2 separate regions of the Danio rerio genome follow, and region 1 is linked to region 2. The links are chromatin contacts, called in public HiChIP or PLAC-seq maps. All regions are on one chromosome and are shown on one strand. The core of a region is the stretch at or near the end of the contact, and the rest is flanking DNA. Distances in the headings are between cores, read along the strand shown. Region 1 overlaps mark2b (MAP/microtubule affinity-regulating kinase 2b). Region 2 holds the start of mark2b (MAP/microtubule affinity-regulating kinase 2b).

Region 1 (2,700 bases), core at 60-2,559, 89 kb after region 2:
GGGTTGATTATTTTTATTCACAACATTTTTTTTTTGTTGCTGTAATTTTATTATTTGTGTCAGACTCTGCTGTTGGGTTAGGGGGGGTTCACATAGAAATACACCAAATGTTTTTTTTTTTTTTGTGCAAAGATATGATCGACGATAGTAATAAAACAATTAAACTCACGATGGCTGTATTGAAACTGGTTTGTTCCAATGTTTAATATACCCAACAATGGCATATCTGAGGGTGTTTGACATCACATAGGCTCCTTAAATATATGCAAGTAACCAGGGTGCAAATTATACATTTACGGGGTCAACTTTTTCGATAATGTTAGTTTTTGTAATACACACTTATCAAATGTAGTAAATCAAATGTAGGTATTTGTTTAAATTACATCAAACTTGTTAAGTTTTCAGTGTTTTGTGGGACATTTTGTTTTCTGACCTATTAGCTACTTCTGAGGTTACTGTAGGTCAAACTATGTATCTAAATTAACTTAACTTTTAGGCTATATGTAGAAACAAACTGCTAGGCTATTTCAGGAGAATAAAATGACAATAGTTAAGATGTCTATCGGGGCTCTAGATCTGCTGGCTTCAGACCATTGAATTTTGAGTTTTTTACTGGCAGACTTATTGGCACAATTATGCATTAACAGTAGTATGAACCATTTTATGGGTGGTCAAATTTATATTTATATTGTAATTCATTTATATTAAATTTAATTATTAACATTATTTAAAATACAAAGCAGAGCTAATTATTTCTCAGTATTAAAGAGCTAACCCTATATTAATTTTTGATCAACTATACCATTAAGACGTATATTTAGTTATCCCCATATCAGCTTCCTGAACAATTAGGGCAGTTAAACATTTAATTTTGAACAATTTAGATTTGAGAAACGATCTAAATTTGATCCACGTTTAAATGTATTTGGTCGAGGGCTGAAGGCGTGTCCTCGCGGTGTTTTGGTTTGGATCCGTGAACATAACCTGTAAGTAACCATAGTAACAGTGATGTTAAAAATAATATAGTGAGGCGCGACATTTATAACAGAAGCTGTTACTAAATCTATTTGTAGAGTTCAAGCGCTGTTTAATCTGTCGAATTTTAAGCAACCGACATGAGCTTTCACGTTTAATGTCACCTGATGAGAGGTAGCGAGCTCGCGCGCGCGCACGCACGCACAGCACAAAACTGGCGGGAGCCGCTGAGGAAGATGGCTATGAGGAAGTAAACTTGGCCCACACCTGAGACTCAGTAAGTTAATAAAACTACAATAAAACACTAACCACACACTCACGATACGCCTTTGTGTGATAAACAGGCGCCCTCATGCTGTGTTTACATTTCCGGTGTTCTGTTCGCACTGTTCCAAAAAGCATGGTTGTGTGGCTTGAAGATAACGTTACACAATAAGTTAACGTTAACTTACTTAATTTCCCGTCACAAAACAGTACGCAGATGGCTCAAGGGTTAGCACTGTCGCCTCACAGCAAGAAGGTCGCTGGTTCGAGCCTCGGCTGGCCAGTTGGCATTTCTGTGTGGAGTTTGCATGTTCTCCCCGTGTTCGTGTGGGTTTCCAGGGGTGCTCCGGCTTCTCCCACAGTCTAAAGACATGCGGTATGTCAATAAAATAAACTAAATTAACGTTAGGCATAATGTGTGTGTGAGAGAGAATGAGTGTATGGGTGTTTCCCAGTATTGGGTTGCAGCTGGAGCTTGATTTTACATCCACTGCATAAAACATACGCTGGTTTGTGCGGTTCATTCCACTGTGGCCACCCCTAAAGAATAATAAAGGGCTGAAAAGTAAATGAATGAATGTTAATTTTGACGATATACAATTTGTAAACAGGCCCGTAGCCAGCCTGGTGAAAGGGGTGGTTCTTTTATGCAGTTATGCGCCTCATTTTTTTAATTTAATTATGAGATTCAAACACTGCATTTTATTGACATTTTAAGCAGAATTCTTTTACTGGATTAGCTAGTGGGGTGGTCATCATTACCACACTTTTTCATGTACCAAAACATTTCCTAAAGATTTAGAATAAAGAAAAGCCTAAAAAAAAATATTTTTATAAAAAATAATATTTATTACATCATATATTATTTGAAAACAAATAGGAATCTGGTAAAGTTTTATTTTGAAAACTGTGGCCTATTATTATCATTTATTAGGCAAAAACAAACTGTCCACACATTTAACTTTTCTCAGTCCGGCCATTTCAGTAAAAAATAATTAAAACATAATTATAATAATATTACTAATAATGCAGAGTGTCACAATTTTTTGAGCCTCTTTTGTAATTTTGAAAATTCATGGATAAAACCAATAGCCAAAATATATTCAAATGAATTTAATATAGGCCGCTTTTGGTGCTTCACACCTTTTTATTGGTGATTTTTGTTTCAAGCTCCTGTTAGCATTGGCCAAAACTGATTAGCTGAAGTCACTGAAGCGTCAACCAACAGAGGATTCCGCCTGATCTTAAAGCCTTTTTTATGGGTTATTTTCACTATTTATGATGGCACAGCAGTCAAAATAGGACACATATTTTGTCATGTATAGGACACATTCTTGACTAAAGATGAATTAAAATTGTTCTCTAAGTCACGTTCAGACACCTCACCCCCAAACACTTCATTTTTATGGATGAATCAATAGTTTTAAACACGGTTCACATTCAGAATTAAGCCTTAGCTGG
Region 2 (2,700 bases), core at 37-2,536:
CGAGTCAGCCCCACAAACACTGCTGGTTTTTGGTGGAGGTGACAATGAAGGGAGCTTCTTTTCAGACCTGTTCACAATGCCAGTAAAAGACTTAAGCAGAGACTAAACATCTGCATCAGTATTTGGTTTTATATGCATTTTTACATGTGTTTTATGCTTCAGTCTTTCAGATTTGGTCTTTGTTTTTGGAGTAATTTAAAGAGGTTTATTATGTATTCACTCAGGTATTTGTATTGTCGTTGTTAATTAGCTTTAGCTTATGCACAGGTCTTGGGAAGTCACTCTTTATGATGTTATGGAGGATGATTTGCGATAAAAAGACTAATATAAAATAGTGTGGGTTGTTTTGTATATAAGGAAGACTATTTCAAAAAGCTTATTTACTCCCCCTCATTTGATTCTAAAGTGCACATGATGACGATATCTAACTGCAGATGCTCAATATGTGTTTTATGATATTGCAGGTATTCAAGGTGTAGTTTACCCCCAAATGTTAATCTAATTTATTCTTCCTCCTTTTGTTCCACACCACTTGTTTTCTTCAGTTGAACAGAAGATATTTTGAAGAATGCTGAAAACGTTTAGCCATTAATTCTAGTTAACCAATTTCCAGAATCCTTCAGAATGCTTTCCCACAATAATACTGTATGGCTTCAAACTGCCTTTCATATTGTGCACAAGTGCTTTTAGTTTCTGTGATTTCTTCAACATCGCTAATTTTGTGTTCAGCCATAGCTGACAGCATTTGTTTTTGGAATATGATGAGGATGAGTAAATGATGACAATTTTCACATTTTAGGTGAATTATTCACTTAACTGTAGTAGACGGATATTCATTTTCTGATTCACCGTACCAGGGGATTTAGATTTGATCTATGAAAAATCATTGAGGTGTCCGTTTTGTATATACATGCCCACTTTTAGATTAAGTTTCCTTTTTATTTGTGTATGTCTGTATGAAATTATGATTCAGCTGTAAATAATGTCGCTGTTCAAAATTAAAGGTTCTTAAGAAAAATCAAATGTCTTCACTTGTTACGTTACTCGAACACTACATTCACACCATGATTCACACACAGATGCTGTTTCCTGTGATCTGGCATCTGCTGAATTTCAAAATCTCCACGGTAACAACGACCGCATGATGTCACTCCACGTCTACTGTCGCCGTTTCGGCCGCGAATACCGCAGTGCGAGCGCCGACTGACGCCTAGACGATCCGTGCACGGATCCGCCGCCCCTCCCCGTTCAGCCCCCCTCCGCTCGCTCCGGAGATCGGCCATGTTGCCTCTCGCGCTTGTTCCGGTATCAGGCACGAGCATTTGAACAGCTCGGCCGCAGTACGACACCGATCCGCCTCCACTGAAGCCCGTTTCACCGAAGCCAATTATGGATTTTACTACGTGACTGTGAATGTTTCTCTCTGGACGCGAGCCCTCGGCCGTTTTCTTTCATTCAAGAGCCGTCGGTCACCGGGATCCCGTGAGTGGCGGAAGACGGTTTCGTGGATCATGAGGGTATTTTAGGATTGATCATTTTTGAAACGCATTTTACGTCTGCCAGTGCTTCACATTCTCGGTTGTTTTTCTTCAAATCCGCGGTCATTCGGTTTGTCTCAAAGTGACGGTGAAGCTATTTCTCCACCTTTTGTTGACACTTATTGTTTTTGAAGGTCGATATAATTGTGATTTTACTCAATTTTATTTGTGTTATTCTGTCTGTGTGGCCAGACACACATCACATCGCTCGTTAAGAAACATTAGTCTTTCTCGTGTCCTCGTTTCCTGTGGCTGTCATTTATGGGAAGATTTGAATTGTTTTAAACTCCAGCCGATTCATTTGGAAGGCAACATTAAATGTTGGGTCCATGCTTGTTTCTCCAAGAAGACTGAAAATCCGTTATAAAACCTCATTAAGGACTATATGTTTATTTTCAGCCGGAGACTTTAACACAAGTTTTTTTTCCTCCACATATGGACTGATGTTGGGCTTCAACTTGTTGATCTCCGTCTGCGTGGCTAGTTCAGGCTAGCTAGCAACACTGATTACTTCTGTTAGAACAGACACATTAGCCTCTAACGGCAAGCTTATAAATGCTTGTCAACCACTGAAAACGATTTTCCAGTCACATTTCCCCCATTGGCCCTGTTTTTGAAAATCTCTGGGCGAAAATGTCAACCCGGCCTCAAGGAGTAGCTGTTATAGAGAATTCATCCAGCCAGGTGAGACATGTCTTTACACTACCTGCTCAGAAACTAACCGTGGCGTGTGTGTGTGCTTGTTTGTTGCTGCGGATGACGTCATTCTTGCTTTTCTGTTGAACCTTGTTTCTCTCAAGCATGTAATACAAAGTTAGACTGTTAGGTGAGCTGAAAAAGGAAAAACAAGTTAGTTCAGAAACAGTATCCCTGACACAACATGACTTCCCTTAACTGTTAATTGATAAAAGTTTCAAGCTTCCTCAATGTAGATATTGAAAACATAATGGCTGATTTAGCTACAGTGTCGTTTTGTCCATTGGATAGACTAAAAATACCATATGTTTGGGGTTTAGCAAGTGTGTCTGCCAATAAAATTAAGCTAACAGTGCCCCCAATAAAAAATTCTATGGGGCCTTAAGATGACTTCAAAATGTTTTAAGGGGATATTTCACACTCTTATAATGTAGGTGACCTTTTAGTAAAGTAAAACATTAAAGAA

What was found. HiChIP or PLAC-seq counts read pairs in DNA pulled down with a chosen protein or histone mark.
Region 1: a contact with region 2 is called in an H3K4me3 HiChIP or PLAC-seq map of gastrula embryo, with 4 times the contacts expected there. The contact joins the enhancer-like site here to the promoter of mark2b in region 2. A contact is called at or near these places in 7 of 18 Hi-C or Micro-C datasets (caudal fin, embryo, hematopoietic stem cells and 1 more) and 3 of 4 datasets of contacts at active chromatin or transcription factors (caudal fin, embryo and gastrula embryo).

Annotation. Positions count from the first base shown.
Region 1 is chr7:24,963,127-24,965,826 of GRCz12tu, forward strand. mark2b (MAP/microtubule affinity-regulating kinase 2b) reads left to right here. Exons shown (of 16, transcript XM_073908425.1): 16 at 1-168. Among named protein-coding and RNA genes, the nearest start is that of rcor2, 16 kb to the right of the region's middle. Within about 2 kb of position 1,310, at least 10 of the 62 cell types and tissues checked have an H3K27ac peak or open chromatin away from gene starts, as enhancers often do. A contact at or near this core is called in gastrula embryo, where this site is marked.
Region 2 is chr7:24,873,725-24,876,424 of GRCz12tu, forward strand. mark2b (MAP/microtubule affinity-regulating kinase 2b) reads left to right here and starts at 1,287. Exons shown (of 16, transcript XM_073908425.1): 1 at 1,287-2,222. The coding sequence starts at 2,172. krcp (kelch repeat-containing protein) reads left to right here. Exons shown (of 13, transcript NM_001012366.1): 13 at 1-1,023. The coding sequence ends at 106.